Linked DNA regions of Mus musculus: regions 1, 2, 3, 4 and 6 are each linked to region 5. A link is a contact called in public HiChIP or PLAC-seq and promoter capture Hi-C data. All regions are on one chromosome and are shown on one strand. Each heading gives the region's core, a stretch centred on a gene start, on an enhancer-like site or on the middle of the called end of the contact. The rest is flanking DNA. Distances are from core to core; before and after follow the strand shown. Region 1 holds the start of Rpl27 (ribosomal protein L27). Region 2 holds the start of Cd300lg (CD300 molecule like family member G). Region 3 holds the start of G6pc3 (glucose 6 phosphatase, catalytic, 3). Region 4 holds the start of Ppy (pancreatic polypeptide). Region 5 holds the start of Etv4 (ets variant 4). Region 6 holds the start of Tmub2 (transmembrane and ubiquitin-like domain containing 2).

The links. Promoter capture Hi-C pulls out the DNA fragments that hold promoters and counts their contacts. HiChIP or PLAC-seq counts read pairs in DNA pulled down with a chosen protein or histone mark. Capture Hi-C pulls out chosen DNA fragments and counts their contacts.
Region 1: a contact with region 5 is called in an HNF4G HiChIP or PLAC-seq map of pancreatic cancer cells. The contact joins the promoter of Rpl27 here to the promoter of Etv4 in region 5.
Region 2: a promoter capture Hi-C map of embryonic stem cells shows a contact between it and region 5, with 2.1 times the contacts expected there. The contact joins the promoter of Cd300lg here to the promoter of Etv4 in region 5. A contact is called at or near these places in 1 of 39 promoter capture datasets (embryonic stem cells), 3 of 484 Hi-C or Micro-C datasets (cortical neurons, embryonic stem cells and forebrain), 1 of 115 datasets of contacts at active chromatin or transcription factors (embryonic stem cells) and 3 of 9 other capture datasets (adipose tissue, macrophages and pancreatic islet).
Region 3: a contact with region 5 is called in a promoter capture Hi-C map of adipose tissue. The contact joins the promoter of G6pc3 here to the promoter of Etv4 in region 5. A contact is called at or near these places in 1 of 484 Hi-C or Micro-C datasets (embryonic stem cells), 2 of 115 datasets of contacts at active chromatin or transcription factors (differentiating embryonic stem cells and extraembryonic endoderm stem cells) and 1 of 9 other capture datasets (adipose tissue).
Region 4: a contact with region 5 is called in an H3K4me3 HiChIP or PLAC-seq map of forebrain, with 2.6 times the contacts expected there. The contact joins the promoter of Ppy here to the promoter of Etv4 in region 5. A contact is called at or near these places in 1 of 39 promoter capture datasets (neural stem cells), 3 of 115 datasets of contacts at active chromatin or transcription factors (embryonic midbrain, forebrain and pancreatic cancer cells) and 2 of 9 other capture datasets (liver and pancreatic islet).
Region 6: a contact with region 5 is called in an HNF4G HiChIP or PLAC-seq map of pancreatic cancer cells. The contact joins the promoter of Tmub2 here to the promoter of Etv4 in region 5. A contact is called at or near these places in 1 of 115 datasets of contacts at active chromatin or transcription factors (pancreatic cancer cells) and 1 of 9 other capture datasets (pancreatic islet).

Annotation. Positions count from the first base shown.
Region 1 is chr11:101,440,893-101,443,592 of GRCm38.p6, reverse strand. It overlaps Rpl27 (ribosomal protein L27), which reads right to left and starts at 1,348. Exons shown (of 5, transcript NM_011289.3): 1 at 1,137-1,348; 2 at 788-870; 3 at 1-92. The coding sequence starts at 868.
Region 2 is chr11:102,040,158-102,042,857 of GRCm38.p6, reverse strand. It overlaps Cd300lg (CD300 molecule like family member G), which reads right to left and starts at 1,347. Exons shown (of 7, transcript NM_027987.3): 1 at 1,225-1,347. The coding sequence starts at 1,267.
Region 3 is chr11:102,188,353-102,191,052 of GRCm38.p6, reverse strand. G6pc3 (glucose 6 phosphatase, catalytic, 3) reads right to left here and starts at 1,354. Exons shown (of 6, transcript NM_175935.3): 1 at 910-1,354. The coding sequence starts at 1,127.
Region 4 is chr11:102,099,904-102,102,603 of GRCm38.p6, reverse strand. Ppy (pancreatic polypeptide) reads left to right here and starts at 1,285. Exons shown (of 4, transcript NM_008918.2): 1 at 1,285-1,338; 2 at 1,893-2,083; 3 at 2,321-2,438; 4 at 2,538-2,673. The coding sequence starts at 1,893. The coding sequence ends at 2,432.
Region 5 is chr11:101,783,864-101,786,563 of GRCm38.p6, reverse strand. Etv4 (ets variant 4) reads left to right here and starts at 1,254. Exons shown (of 13, transcript NM_001316365.1): 1 at 1,254-1,456; 2 at 1,937-2,047; 3 at 2,241-2,334; 4 at 2,550-2,597. The coding sequence starts at 1,988. Gm39392 (a long non-coding RNA gene) reads right to left here and starts at 1,243. Exons shown (of 3, transcript XR_880221.3): 1 at 1-1,243.
Region 6 is chr11:102,283,559-102,286,258 of GRCm38.p6, reverse strand. Tmub2 (transmembrane and ubiquitin-like domain containing 2) reads right to left here and starts at 1,308. Exons shown (of 4, transcript NM_028076.4): 1 at 1,171-1,308; 2 at 541-595. The coding sequence starts at 575.

The DNA.
Region 1 (2,700 bases), core at 99-2,598, 340 kb after region 5:
CCCATGGCAGCTGTCACTTTCCGGGGATAGCGGTCAATTCCAGCCACCAGGGCATGGCTGTAAGGGCGGTCCGAGGTGCCATCGTCAATGTTCTAGACGAGAAAAGGGAAAAAGAAAAGTCACGTTACTGCTTCGGCCCCATCTTAGTAAAACTATGTTTACTGAATACACCCTCCACATCTCTAGATTACTCCTTTAATGCTAAGAGTCAACAGGACAGTAACTCTGAGTTAGCCAGTGTTGACTCCTGTCACAAGGAGATTTAGAAGTCCATCAAGGCTAACACTCAAAGTGACCCCTAACACCTTCCCCCATGAAGCTAGTTAAGGTTAAAGCCCAGACTGCAAAGCGGGCAGCCTAACTAACCGGTTCTAGCTAAATGACAGGAGCAGGAAGCTGGAGAGGCCAGTGGTCTTGTGGCTAGGACCACAAGGGTTTATAAAACTGGTAAGAGGCAAGTAGCAAAACGCTCAAACACACCCAGGGGATGCTCTCTAAGTGTAAGTAGTGTCTCCCATCCTACATCCTCTCAGCTGCCTGCAGCACCCATTACTTTGACCTTAAGTAACTTAACACCTCGAAACCTTAGTGCCGGAAATTAAGTTACTGCAAGAACTATACACCACAGCTGTAATATGTACAATACACAGTGGCCACCATTACTACCCATTATGCATTCGCCAGTGCCTATTGTTAGGACAGATCTTAAATTCCCATCCGGCTCATCTTATCCAGCAGCCGAAATCCGCACATGCAAGCAGTCTCAAGAGCCCCGGGGGTCTGGTACCTTCACGATGACGGCTTTGCGTCCGGAGTAGCGTCCGGCCAGGACCAGCACCACTTTCCCGGGTTTCATGAACTTGCCCATCTCTGCAGAGACAAAGACAAGGAAGGAGCCGCTCACAAGTGTGTAAAGCGGAAGGCCCCGGAGCCGACGTCTACCTGCGAGCCCCGGTCGTAGGCCCGCGACTTTAGATCACCCGCTGCCGACTCCGCCACGCGGCCCGGAGGTCCTGCTCGAGGGATGCGACTCCCCGTGAAGCCGCCAGAGGCTCAGAGTCCGAATGAGCCCAGCAACCCGACCCCGGGACCGCGATGGCGGCGGATTGCAAGACCCTCTCCAGGCCTTTACTCACCGACAGCAGGCAGCCGGCACCCAGCAGAAAGGAAAGGAGGGCACTTCCGCTAACCTTTCACCTTACGGAGAGGTGGCTTCACTTCCTGTCCCGCCTCCCAGGCCCAGCCATGCCCCACGGTTGGTGGTCAAAGTTGTTGGCGGAAGGAGCTCGTCAGGGAGGGTCGGGCACTGCGTTTTTGAACCAAGCTTTATTAGCAGCACGAGCAGCAGACAGGAACAGAGCGTTCCGGTTCCGGCGTGTGGAGGGAGGAGCGAGGATGACACCTGAATGTGAGCTCTGTTCTGTCCCCTTCATTGCTGTAGTCCCCTACTCTGCCACTAGGAGGAGGACAGAGTCTGAAATTCACAGTTTTGCTTTGTAAGACCGGGCTTTGCGGGGGTGTGTGTGTGGGGGGGTGTGGGTGTGTGTGTGTGTGTCAGTGGTGGGCGGGGGTGTGTTTGTGTGTGTGTGTGCTGCATAAACCTGTAATCCCATCGTTTGAGGGGCTGAGACAAGAGTTCCAGTTCTAGTCCAACGTAGGTTACATAGACTCTGTCTTCCATAGGTAAATAAATTACAATTTATTTTAATTTAAATAATTTAAAATTATTATCCATAAGAAACAAAATGACAGCCGGGCGTGGTGGCGCACGCCTTTAATCCCAGCACTTGGGAGGCAGAGGCAGGCGGATTTCTGAGTTCGAGGCCAGCCAGGTCTACAAAGTGAGTTCCAGGACAGCCAGGGCTATAAAGAGAAACCCTGTCTCGAAAAACCAAAAAAAAAAAAAAAAAAAAAAAAAGAAACAAAATGACCTCCTCGCGCACAGTTAGATGAAAAATGAAAAATGGAAAAGATCAGACAGTATCCTTATCTCCAACATTCAACCCGATGATGTCAGATATTGACTACAATAAGCATGTGGTACTCCTAGCTTTTAAAATATATTTTTAAATTAAAATATATATTATATATTTGTATATATATATATATATATATATATATATATATATATACACACATATATGTTGAGATTTAGATTTTGTTTTGTTTTGTTTGGTTTGGTTTTTTTTTTGAGACAGGGTTTCTTTGTGTAGCCCTGGCTGTCCTGGAACTCACTCTGTAGACCAGGCTGGCCTCGATAGATTTATTTTTATTTTTTTGTATGAGTATTTTGCTTTTTTGCCTGCATGTATGTATATGCACCAAGATGAGTGTCTATTCTCCAAGGAGGTCAGAGGAAAATGTTGGATGCCCTGGAACTGGTTTTACAGATGATTGTGAGTCACTGTGTGGGTGCTGGGAATTGAGCCTGGGTTCTCTGCAGATCTTCTGCAAGAGCAGAAACTGCTCTAAGTACCATCATCTCTCCAGCCCCTATTTATTATTACTTCAATATTTTTCAGTTCATTTTTTTTTTTTTTAAAGATTTATTTATTATTTTATGTAAGTACACTGTAGCTGTCTTCAGACACACCAGAAGAGGGAGTCAGATCTTGTTACAGATGGTTGTGAGCCACCATGTGGTTGCTGGGATTTGAACTCTGGACCTTCGGAAGAGCAGTCGGGTGCTCTTACCCACTG
Region 2 (2,700 bases), core at 98-2,597, 260 kb before region 5:
GCAAACCATAGACCCCCAGGGTTCTCCCTTCCTCTGGGGAACCTTAGAACAAACATGTTATTTGAGAGACACAAGTCAGGCTGGCCAGATGGCTCGAGGGGTAGAGGAGCTTGCGGCTAAGCCTGACAACCTGAGTTCGATCCTCAGGAAGGAGAGAATAGATTCCCAAACGTTGTACACGGACCTTCCTCACATGTACTACAGCATTCATGGACTAATGTGTGCTCATATATGCACACACACACACATGATAAACACATGTAACAAAACCCTTAAAAACAGTGTGAGTTAATGTTATATATTTTTAAGGGAAAACCAAGCAAACATGGCCAACTGAGCAACTGATGTCAGTTACAAGATGTGATGTCTGTCAGTTACAAGATGCGATGTTAGTTATAAGATGTGTCCTGATGAACCCAGCCTGGGGGGGGGGTGCTCTTGATTCAGTTACTTGGAATCAGAGCAAGTTCAAGGCCAGTCTGTCTGAAGCATAAAATGGAGAGAAGGCTAGGGATATAGCTTAGTGGCAAAGCACTCATTTAGCATGCTCCGGGGCCTGGGTTCCACCCCTCCCCCAAGCATTGCCAAGGAGAAAGAAAGGATAAAAAAATTACAAAAGTAAAGAAAGCTTTGCTCCCTGTGGGTGACAGTGTGGTTACTTACTGTCCAGCCCTTTGCCCTCTTGCAATGAACGCACATTTTATAAATATGTATATGTATGTATATGTGTGTGTATGTATATGTGTATATGCGTATGTATGTATGTGTGTATACATATATATTATATACATGCATATACCACACATACTCTCTTTCTCACACACACACATACACAGACACACACATACTAACAATAATAAAATTAAAAAGTAAAGCAAGAAAAAAATGAAAGCAAAGAAAGAAAAAGCAAACTTAGTAGGTATTCAACCAAGTTAGCTGAGCTAACAGGGTAAGTGGATGTATGCTTGCTGCCCTGTGGTCAGAGAGGTTCTGCAGAGCCAGGGAACCCAAGGGAGAAAGACCCTGGGCTCAAGGTGCAAGAGCAGCAAGTGCTGAGCTCAGGGCTGCTGGGCTGCAGATGGGTTGTGAAATAGGGATGTATTCCACCCCACCCCACCCCACCTCCTCATGGTGTGGAGGGAAGGCATAACCACAGACCACAAGAGCGTGCTCAGGCCTGCATCTGTAAGCCCCTCCATCCCAGCCACCTCTGACCCCTCTCACCTGGGAGCACCAGGCAGCCCCATAGCAGGACCAGAGGCCTCATGGTGGGTGCTGGACACTGCAGTTGCCTGCAATTGGGAGCTCTTCTGAGCTTTAGCTTCTGCCGGGCTGGAGCCAGGAAGGGAGGGGTGGGGGGCGGGCCATCGAGCTCAGCTCCGCCTTGGAGGGCCTTCTGCTTTTTCCTTTACTCTTTTCCCCCTTCTACCCAGTGCCAGTTACCACAGGTTGCAGACCCACCCAATCTCCAGCCCCTACTTAGCCTTAATCTGTGATTTGCCTGTGTAATTCATCATGGCCTTTGGGAACCTCTGATATATTGTTTTTCCTTTTGCACATGCCTTTAATCCCAGAGCTTAGGAGGCAGAGGCAGGTGGATTTCTGAGTTCGAGGCCAGCCTGGTCTTCAGAGTGAGTTCCAGGCTATACGGAGAAACCCTGTCTCAAAATAAATAAATAAATAAATAAATAATTCTCAGAGGTGTGCATAACTTGACACTGCTACTATAAGAATCACAAACCCTGGAACAACCAGTCATTGCTGATATCCCCAAATACTTCACTATTTGGGAAATTATTAGTTTTTTGACCTGCCCCTGGATCTGAGTATTAAAGTACTAAATATGGAAGCTTATTTGTTAATTAGTAAATCACTGATAATATATTTTAAACTATATCCCTATTTTTAGCATCTTAATTTAAGCTTATTATTTTCATTGTATTTATTTTTCATGTGCATGGATGGTTTGCCTGCGTGTCTGTGCACCCTGTGTACGCAGTTCTCACAGAGGCCAGAAGAGGGCACTGGATCTCCTGAGGCTGAAGTTACAGATGGCTATGAGCCACCATGCGAGTGCTGGGAATAGAACCAGGGTCCTGGAAAAACAACCTGTGTTCTTAACCGCTGAGCCACCTCTCCAACACTCTATTTTTAGTTTATTAAAAATTTAAAATTATATTTTCAGAAAGCAACTTTATAGAGTCCACCTTCAACATTTTCATAGAGTCCAGGAATCCAGCTGAGAATATCAGGCTTGTAAAGGCCATCTTGTCGGCCCTTCTTTATTTTAAACACGTGAACTTGTTTCATATGCATATGAGCCATTATTTTGGGGTGTGGGAGATCTGTAAGCTTCTTCTCTTCACACTGCTGAAGTGTGAAGGGTAAAAAATTTAAAGACCAATTATATAGCCCTTCTGATCAGCATCCCATTGTCTGGGATGCAGTACCGTCATTGGCCACAGGGCGGCGGCTTCAGCAGGGCTGAGCTGAGCTCTGCGGGAGCTTTGGGTCAGCTGCTTTGAAAGGCGGGTCCCCTGAACCGAGCGCTTTGTCTTGCTGGACACTTGCAAAAGTTAATCAGTGGCTTGTTTCCCCTTTGCAGACTTGCTTATTGCTTCAAGGGAACAGAACAAACGCACGCTAGAGGGAGCTCTGAGCCATTTTCCAAAATAGCTGTCTTTCAGGCTTTCAAAGTCA
Region 3 (2,700 bases), core at 105-2,604, 400 kb before region 5:
AGGAAATGATTAGACAACCGCTTTTAGCTTTACAAGCCCTTGTGGAGAAGGGCGGGAGGGAGAGGGACAAATTGTCTGCTTTCCAGCTTGTCATGTTAGCTTATTCTATGTCTCTTTATGATCCTTGCTTCCTCCTTCAAGGCTGGGGAGCCTGGGCAACAGCAGTGTTGAGTAACTCCCTTCTGTACTCCGAAAAGACAGAAAAACAAACAAGCAAACAAACACGGTGGCCCAGATAAACCCCAAGGGCTGCAGGAGGCCCAGCAGTGTGGGGCCACTGGCTTCTTAGAATGAGAAAGCTAGACTAAGTACTGGGGAGAGAAGAAAAGTGTTCCTTGCAGGTAGGGTAAGGATTCCCTTTAGTGACTGGCATTGAGTGGCTTCTAAATTTCATTGGGCACATTATAATCGGGGGTGGGGGTGGGGGGCTTGTTAAAGTGCAGATCTGGCCTGGAGCTTTAGAGTCTGTATTTCTAGTAAGTCTTCAAGCATTGACTCTGCTTTTGAGCTTAAACCAGGGACCACATCTTAATGAAACTGGTGCCTAGTTTAATGTCAAACAAATGGATAGATGAATAAGATGTTCAGCTAAGAAAGAAGATTTTCGGCTACCTACATTTCTAGTAATAACTGCTAAAACGCAGATTTCCAACTACAACTAAATTTGGAGTTACGAAATCAGTAGGTCTGAGGCGGAGACTGTATTTGCAGTTGAACACGCCCCTTAAGTCGTTTCTCTGATCCGGATAGTTGAGGATGGGTGAACTGTGAGATCTGAGGTGAAGACTAGGGCCTAAGGGGATAAGAATAGGTAGAAAAGTGTTTGCCTTTGAGGTAACTACTTGAGGGAGATCAGGGCCCCAAAGGGATAAGGGGACCAGGATGCCCGAAGGCTTCTCTCTGTCTCACCACTTGAAGACAAGGTTGAGCCACTCAGCAATGAAGGTGATCCAGAGCACGGAGATGCCCAGGCGGCGGGAGGCGTAGTAGGCCGCGGGGAAGCAGAACTGAAAAAGATTCTTAGGATCGCCCAGAAAGGTGACCCAGAGCCACATATTCTCTAGCCCGGGAAGCCGGTTCTGTAGTGCTTCAGCCATTATGATGCCCGCGCTCAGCGTGGACTCCATGGTGAATCAGGAGTCCTCTAGCCTGGAGCCCGTTGTAGGGTGCAAGTCGAGGAACCTTAGCAGAAATGAAGCGGCTACCTGCTGGCCCTCTAGAGCCCACCCTTTCTAGCCCCCGGCCCCGCCCTACCCGCCGGGGGTCTAAACCAAGCCCCACCCCCGCCCCGCCCCGCCCCCGCAGTCCCTGACACGCGCGAGTTGGAGCCGTAGCTGGTACTGTTTCCTCCGGCTTTCTTCCTCGGCCTTCCTCTCTACTGGACAGCGGAGGGGACAAACCTTTGCGAAGGCGTTTCCTCAAGGCCCCACGTGGCCGCTGTTGCTAGCACGTGGGCTGCCAGCGTAGTGCAGAAACCCGCTGCTGTTCCGGGTCAGGGGACCGATGAACCTGGGAACCAGCTCTGTGTCCCGGTTCCTTGTTCTGCTGCTGCGAAGTCGATGTCTAATCTCCAGGGCGAGGGTTTCTTCTGGATCTGATCTCTGTTTTCCAACATCACTACCCATTTTTCTCAAATCTGGACCATTTGGAGAGAAGGGAGTCAAAGCCCGACCTCCAGTTGCACACAGTCTTAGTTGACATCTACCTGTCTCTAGCTCAGGATTCTCCCATTCTATTTCATCCACGTCTTCCTTCAAGAATCCAGAGCTTAACATGTGTGTGTATGTTATGTGCGAGAAACTTGCCTTGCTCTCACCCCTACCACCCTCCTGCCATTTAAAATTCTTATTGGGCAGCTAAATCAAGAAAGAGATAGTATTTCCATGAAAAGAGGAAGGGCACACGCCTACAGTTTTTGCATTATTAGGAGGGACACAGTCCTAGGGGAGATCTGCTTAGAGCAAAGGAAGGAGCCTGTTGATATACTTCTTTGATTTCTTTTTCCCTCCTTTCTTTGCACGTCCGTGGCGAGGTGGGAGTGGGGAGTGTTTCTAGACAGGGATTGCTCTTAAACTCAAGAGATCCTCCTGCCTTTGCCTCCGGAGTGCTGGAATTTAAGGCTAAAAGCATGCACTACCATGCCCCATGCCCGGCTTTTTGTTTGGTTAGTTTTGTTTTGTTTTTCAAGACATGGTTTCTATGTGTACCTCTGGCAATCTTGGAACTCACTTTATAGACCAGGCCTAGCTCTCATATCCAGAGATCAGCCTGCCTCTGTCTCCCAAGTGCTGAGACTCCCAAGGGCATGAGACCACACCCTTGGATTTCTTAGTGTCTCAAGCAACTTTGTTCTTGAAGTCTGAAGGGTGGTTGAAAATGAAGATATGAAATAAAGAAAGTGTTTTTTAATTGCTTCAAGAAGCCAAAATTTCACACAGATGTTTTTTGTTTGTTTGTTTGTTTAGACATATCCCTGGCTGTCCTGTCACTATGGAGACCAGGCGGGACTTAATTAAGTTCAGAGATCCACCTGCCCCTCTCCCTCTGCTGGGATTAAGCTCTAGTTTATTTATTTTTGAGGTAGATCTGGCCCAGGCTGGCCTCAAACTCCCAATACCTTAGGATTGCTGAGATTATAGGTATGGACTATCCACTATTTACCTATTTATTGTGTTGTTTAGATTTGTTTGTTTGTTTGTT
Region 4 (2,700 bases), core at 36-2,535, 320 kb before region 5:
ACTCTACTTACTTTGAGCGGCTGGTGCTCTTCTTGCTACCTTAAATGAGAGCCGAGAGGAAAAGGCTCTTTGATTCTTCAAGTCTGGGGATGGATGCAATGAGCCCACCTTACAGAGTAAGAAATCGAACCCTAGGAGCTCTAATTGGATCATGCTCCCAACAGGAGGGCAGTGACGCGGACTTCAATTGGAGCTAGGCCTATCTGACCTCTAACCTTATCAGGACAGATGCCTGCTGTCACCTTCTCCCCTCTCACTTCCTGCGTTCCCAGAGCCCGCGGTGATGATTCTTGTTCTGTCCTGAGAGCAGAACATCGGGAGAGAGAGAGGCCCTTGCTCCCTTCACAGGGGTCAAAATAAACAGAGCCAGTGACTGCTCTTGGCTTGAGCAGGGTGGAGGTCTGTCTGGGAAAAGGACACTGAACATGAAAGGGACAAGTGGCTTCTCCTGTCACGCAGTGGCACCAGAAGAATCTCTCAGGGGAGGAAGTGAAGGCTGACCCTGAGTCTTGGACAAGCGTTCCCTCCTCTGGTAGTCTCCCCACTTTTTGTCTGTTAAATAGGTTCCCTTGTAGGGGTTCAGTGGGACGACAGCATGGCATTTTTTGGGGGGCAACTTGAAGCTTATAAGTGATGCTGGTTTTTAGCACTCCCCTGGGACAGAGCTCTGTGCTGGGAAAGGAAACAGCTGCCAGGAACTGTCCCTTCCCCACGAACCCTGTGGCCTCTGAACCCTGGCCCACAGGACCTAAGCTGGCATTCGATACACGCATCAAATGGCTTTCTCCACTCCCTTCCAAGTGGCTTTAGGATGTGAGACATCTCTGTCCCTTCCTTGATCTAGCTGGATTGAAGGCCCGAATTCCATCCCTCATGGTAGGGGTAAAGCCTAGCTTCAGCTTCTATCCAGACCCCAAGGAAAGCCTATTGGCGACTGGGGTTGTCTCTGGGGAGGCCATGCTGAGGCTAGTGGCTAGAACCTTTGGGTTACCATGTCAGGATCCTGTCATTTATGAATCAAACCTCTTCTGGTGTCCAAAGCTGGATACGGACCCCCATGAGACCTTGTCATGGTCCAGTTTTTTCTTCTGTGCTCCTCCGACATCTAGAATGCTGACCTGGTGCTTTCCTGTTTCTGGCCACAGTGCCCGTGTTTCAGAAACCAGGCAGAGAGCAAAAGGGGGGTGGTGGTGGTTAAAGGCTGGCAGCAAGAAAGGCTGACAGGAGGCGGGGACTCTGGGGGTGCTGAGGACTATAAAGGGGCACAGCCATGAACAGGGAGACAGTCCAGCAGGAGGTAGGTGTCTGGGCCCAACACTCACTAGCTCAGCACACAGGGTAAGTGAGCTCACTCTGTCCTGCCTCTGGGGACTCCTTGGGTTGAGGCTGGTGATGGAGGGTCGGAATTGGTGCTTCGTAGGGCTGGATCCCTCAAGGGACCTAAAGTCCTCCTTGGGTCTTTCTCTGCATCTGGACAAACCTGTCAGTGGAAAGCAGGACCCACCGTGTCATAGACTTCTGTCCCTTTGCTTTACAAGTTAATTCTGTGTCCCCCACCCTGTGGTTCCCACCAGCTCTGGCTACTCCTGCCTCCTCAGAGCCATCAGTGTCCTAAGTCCTGTGTATCCAGCCTTCATACCTAGTTCTTCTGCTGTTTTTTTATGTTGCCAAGGCTTGGGTACTCTGGCTGCTGGCTTGAGGGGTGTGTATGTGGAGGTGTCCTGTTTTCTAGGGAAGGAAGGTGGTTGATGCTGGTGGCTCCTGGGTCTGCCCTTGTCCCCAGGCTTGGCTTGAAGAAATGTGTGGTAGGTGGTGGCTGGGCAGGTAGGTCTTGGACACAGGAGGATCTGCTGATGGGCTGTGTTCTGCTTCCACGATTCCTTGTTCATTAGATGGCCGTCGCATACTGCTGCCTCTCCCTGTTTCTCGTATCCACTTGGGTGGCTCTGCTGCTGCAGCCCCTGCAGGGGACCTGGGGAGCCCCCCTGGAGCCAATGTACCCAGGCGACTATGCGACACCTGAGCAGATGGCACAATATGAAACTCAGCTCCGCAGATACATCAACACACTGACCAGGCCTAGGTAGGGTGGTGTGTGTGTGTGTGTGTGTGTGTGTGTGTGTGTGTGTGAGAGAGAGAGAGAGAGAGAGAGAGAGAGAGAGCTCTTTAACCCTAGTCTCTTCAATGCCTGCTCTGAGAAAAAAATACTTCTGAGTGGCTTGGATCCATGGGCCGTGGGCAGGAAAGCGTCTACGTGGGGGATACAAAGCAGGTGACTGACAGTGAGAACTATACTTATCCCAGCTGTCTTCCTTCCCAGGTATGGGAAGAGAGCCGAGGAGGAGAACACAGGTGGACTTCCTGGAGTGCAGCTCTCCCCCTGCACCAGCCCCCCAGTTGGCTTGATTCCCTGCTCTGCGCCCTGGAGCTGAAGGCAGGTGTGGAAAGGGGGGGATCCAGAGGAGGCGGAGTAAGGGAAAACAAGGTCTTGGGGTACAAGGACTGTCCTTCCTCATGATTCCCTTCTTTCATTACAGGGAGCTCTGCCCAATGGACTTGCAGCCTCTCTTGTCTTCAGCCCGTGGCTGTAGGAGAGTACAGGTCCAGCTCTTTCCTCTGCAGTCTTGCAACAACCTGCTCCCTTGCAAACTAAATAAAGCAAATTAAAATCATAGCCCGTGTGTGAGTGTGTGTGCACCC
Region 5 (2,700 bases), core at 5-2,504:
AAACTTTAAAGAACAGTTTGGTAGGTAAAGGGGAGGAGTTTGTGTGGCAGAAAGAGCCCAGTTCAGGTGCCAGGGGGTTAAGGTTTTTGTCCCTTCTCTGACTCCTACAGGCTGGAAGAGATTGCATGCACCTTTTCTTTCTCAGAAGTACTGTTTGGTTAGACAGATGAACTTTGAAAGCAGCCCTGTGGGCCTGTGGGTCCTTGTGACGGCATCTAAAGCAACCCAGATCCCAAGGGAGGTAGTCTTTCTCACACTTGCTTGGCGCCCAGCACCATGTCTGACACAGCAGATATTTACTGAAGGCAGTGATGCTCGAATGACAAACACTAAGATCAACCTCTTGGACAAAATTGGAACCCATCCTGTCTTTTGATCACCAAGTCACTTGGGATTTCTGCTTCCTATCATAAGGAGTAAGATGGCAGCGAGAGAGACATCCTTGAGCCTCTTGTTGGCAAAGCCTCGAATGAATGATAAAGCGGGTCACAGAATAAGCAACTCTACAGATCACAGACCCGTGAGAAAGCCGGTTTGAGCCAGTTTACATTTACTGAGCACCAACTGTGCCTCCATTTGTTTTCAAGTAGCTCGGGGTCTCAGAGGGCTGCACAGAAGACCTTGGTGGCTTTGAAACGCTAATGCCCCTCAGTGACAAGCTGAGTTACCTCAGGTGAGGAGGCCATGGTGTCTTTCTTAGCTTTCTTCCATTTTCATTTGTAAAGTAAAATGGAAACCGCTCCGCAGCACCACGTTATGGGAAGGAAATTAGCACGTGGAGGCAGAGCGCTTCATAAATGCTAGTTATTATGGTTCCTCTGGGCGCACAAGTCCGTTTGCCTCCCCCTCCCCCCAGGGCACACAGACGTGTTCACACTCCCACGTAAGTATAGATGCACAGAGGCGTGAGCTAACGCCAGCGGAAGGAGCTCAGGGGTCCTTAGACCCAAAACCCAGGTTGGAACCCGTGGAGAAGCTGCCGGGTCTTCAGCTTCCGTCTTTTTTTCTCAATTCTTTATGAATGAACTAAAGCCGAAAGGAGTTTATTTTTTTATGAATGGAAGTCCAAAAAGTGAATGAAGCCAGGAGCCAGCCCCTACTTTCTGATTGGTCTTCGTGGCTGGGAAACTCCTCCCTCAAGCTCAGCTAGCCGAGTCTGAGGATTGGCGGGCGTGCCCGGCCCTGGGGTTTCATTCACAAAAGTCAATGAAACAAAGGGAACCGGTGGGGAGGGGCGGGGGAAGAGCGAGAACGGAGGCCAAGGCAAAGGAAATGCACCAATCAGCTGCTCCCCCGGGCTCACAACTGTCTGCTGCGCCCGGAAAACAAGCCGGGGCTCTGGGGACCCGGGGCTCAGGCCGCCTCGCTCCGGCCTAGCCCCGCCACCTTAGTTGTGTCATCCCCCGGGCATGCTGAGCATCCCCCCGCGGCTCCGGCACAGACGCCCGGACCTCAGGTGAAGCTGCGGAAGGGGAAGGAAGGGAGAGTGTCTGTGATTTCCCCGCTTCATCTCCCACACACCACACTCTCTCTGTTCGGCGCCCGCTTCCGCACATTCCGGGGCGGGGGTGGGAGGCGTCGGGATTCGAGGCTGGAGGGGGCGCCTGAGTTATGGGCGTGCGAATGGTGTGCGCCGCGCGCGCGCGCCCACATACACACACACACACTCACACACGCGCGCACACACACACGCACACACACGTCTTATGTAACCCAGTTCGGGCTGAGCAGGGCTGCAGAAAGCAGACACACCAACCCCAGCTCAAGGGAGCAGGTGGGACCTCCTTTGGCGGGAGAGGAGTGGCGGTGGAGGCGCTCGGCCGCGCAGGTCCCAGCGAGTCGGAGAAGTTTCGCTGTCCGATCCAAAGCCTCGCGATCGCCCCCTCCCCCCCGCAGCGCTCCCGGGACCGTGTGCGAACTGCCTCCCCCCTCCCAGGTCTCTGCCTCCGCGCGGGGGCCCGGCCCTGTGGCCGGAGGGAGCGGCCGGATGGAGCGGAGGATGAAAGGCGGATACTTGGACCAGCGAGTGCCCTACACCTTCTGCAGCGTGAGCGCCGCGCCGGCCTCCACGCCCGCCCCCGCCCCGCACCCCGCCCCTACTCGCCCCGCAGCCCCCTCCCGGGGGGTCTCAGTGGGTCCAGGACCGCCTGGCCCCTGAGCCACCCCGGGACCCCACCCCCAACCCCAAGCTAGACTCCTCAGGGTGATTCGGGGGCATTCTTCCCCCCTCCTTCCAGCAGAAATCTCCCGGAAATGGGAGCTTGGGCGAAGCGCTGATGGTCCCGCAGGGAAAGCTCATGGACCCGGGCTCCCTGCCGCCTTCCGACTCAGAAGGTAAAGAAACAGACAAACTGCGACCCCTCTGCTTAATCCACGTACATCCATCCCAAAGCCTTATCCTGGACTTCCCCAACCCACGTTTCCCCAAAAGTCAAACCACTCATTCTTCTCCGTCCCTTATCACCAGTGGGGAGGCTGTAACCCGGGCTCGCCAGGTCTCTTCCCCATATTATCGCCACCTCTTCACCAATCCAATATTCACCCATCAGATCTCTTCCAGGACCTCAGTCACTTCCAAGAGACGTGGCTCGCAGAAGGTGAGTAGTTTTGTTTCCTTCCTAAAATTAGAAGTGGGACATGGGGGGCGGGGGGTTCTTGTCTGTCTCAAGGAGTCCTTCAACCCCATCTCTCCAGTCCCTA
Region 6 (2,700 bases), core at 59-2,558, 500 kb before region 5:
ATTGCCCAAGTAGAAATTATTTGGAAATACTTCCCAACGGTTCCCACTATCCTTCTTTCAATCTGTCTTGTGCTATGAAGGTTTTCCCTCTCTGCGGCTTCTGAGAAAGCATTGGAGGCTCTCTGCATATTCCTCGGAGTACCGTCTCTTTTCCTTGGAGAATCTACGTTCACAGCTGTCTCTGGGCAAATCCATCTGGTGATTATCATCATCAGACTACTCTCACAGCACCCACAAAACATCATTACACTCATAACCTGTCCATTTCTTCATTGACTCCTGGAAGATAAGAACCGAGGGTAGTTCTCTTTGTTTGAAGCTCTTAATGCAATGTCACAGTAGCTGCTCAAGGAATATTTGTAGAACACACCAACACTCTCAGAAGCGTTTCCACAGCCTTATTTACACAGATTGGCCCTGGAGTCAGGGAAGCGATTCTGGGTCACTGTCTAGCCCCTCTTCTAGCTATGCAATGTCCAGCAACGTTCTCAAAGCCTCAGCTTTCTCAACAGTAAAGTGGGGTTTAAAATGGTTACCTACCTCATAAGGTTGTTTTGAAGAAGACGTGAAATCATCGAAGCAAAAATAATTAACACTGTTCAATAAACAAATGATAGCAATTACGTCTCACTCCCATAACTAACCCCTGTTGGTCAGGTTAGTGTCAGGAACCGTGATGTACACAAAAGGAAACTGTGGCAAAGACAGATGGAAGCGGAGGACACAAGGAACTGCCGCGGGCAGGGGCCAGATAGGGGACCTGCATCTGTCTGACCAAGGCCTCGGCTTTCTCCTCAGCCTGTGGACGATCCTGACCGCACTGTGGGGAGTCGTCCCCGACCGTGCTTTTTTCTGGGGTGAAGGTTCTGCGTCTGAAAGGTCCTATTCCCTTGGCAGTGGAGTCCATCAGCACCCCCCACCCCACCCCCGAGCCGAGGAGCTTCCGGGTTTCGGTCGCAGTGCCCAAGCCCGACTCTCCGGGACAGTGATGGTTTAGGGTCAGGTGAAGAAGCGAGGGTCGGGAGGTAGGGGGGTCACAAACCATCCACACCCCTCAAACTTCGGGGCGGGGCAGAGGAGAGGGGGCGGAGCTTGAGGACGCGAGGAGTCATGGGAGATTAAAGGGGGTTTGGATGGTTACTGTGCCTCGATGGGGAAGGAAAGCCTCACCTGACAAAGCCAGGATAAATGTTTTGACTTCGCCAGGACAGTCTTTGTAGTTCTCTTTCCGTAGGGGTCAGGGGAGGGGCTGGCAACTCAGGATTCTGTCCAGGGTCCGATCTCTTCCGGCTTTTCTCGGAAGCTGTTAACATCCAGGACAGGAAGTCCCGCCTCCCCGCCTTGTACTGATGACGCAAAGCTACGTAAGGCGGACTGACGTAAACGTAATCTTTAAATAAAAGGGCCAGGTTGCGCCGCGGCAGAAGGGGAGGAGTCATTGTTGGCGGGATTTCGGACCTCCGGCAGTAAGACCACGCCCATTAGGCGTGGCCTCGGACCTCCTGGAGGTCGGAGGCGGGGCCAAAAGAGAAGAGGCGGGGGAAGGTGTTTGTGGGGGGCGTGGTTTCATGCTTAGACGATTGCCCTGGCAAGCTCTCCTGGTCCACCCGCCGCTAGGTTTCCTTCTTTCCCGCCTGGTTTTTCCTTCCGGTTTGGTTCTCTAGCTCCAGAGCTAATGAGATTCATTACTGCTTCGCCAATGCACACCAGGCTCCAAGGTTGGGAGCGGTAAAGTCTGCTATTTTTGACTTCTAAGACAGTTGTTCCTCGAGGAGATGGGCAAGAATACAAATTAAAGTCTTAAGTACTTGAAGATTTCTACCTCGTATAGCTTTAATAAATGAAGCGGGAAGGCATTTTAAAGAGATACAAATACAGTGCCCTCAGCCGGGCAGTGGTGGCACACGCATTTAATCCCAGCACTTGGGAGGCAGAGGCAGGCTGATTTCTGAGTTCGAGGCCAGCCGGGTCTACAAGTAGTGAGTTCCAGGACAGCCAGGGCTATACAGAGAAACCCTGTCTCGAAAAACAAACAAACAAACAAAAAACAAATAGAGTGCCTTCTTAAGAAAGGATTTTTTTTCTTTTACTTGTTTCTATGTGTATGCCGCGTGTGTGGGTACTTGCAGAGCCCAGAAGAGGGCATTGGATCTCCATGAGCTAGGGTTACAAGAGGTTGTAAATCGCCAGTCTTGAGTGCTGGGGAGAGAACTCAGGTCTTCTGGCAAGAAGAACAAGTGCTCTTAACCATTGAACCATCTCTCCAAGTCTATCACCCTGGATTAGTTTTTCCTTTTTTTTTTTTTTTTTTTGGTTTTGTTTGATTGTTGATTCACTATGTAGAAGAGCAAGCAGCCTTTCTCAACCTTTGAGTCTAACGACTCATTCAGAGGTCGCATATCGGATTTTATATTAGTATTCATAAGAGTAGCAAAATTACAGTTGTGAAGTAGCACCAAAAATAACTTTACAGAGAACCAGTGTAGTGGATGATCTTTCCCATCTGGGCACCACCATGAGATTAACCCAGTGTTTTGATGGTCTTGGTCACTTTAAGAAATGTATTACATTTTATTTATTGATTGAGTATATGTAGATGTGTGCACTACAGCCCAAACGTGGCGGTCAGAGGACAGCTTGTGGGACTTGATTCTCCTTCTACCCTGGGGGTCCCAGGGGTTGAACTGATGTCACCAGCCT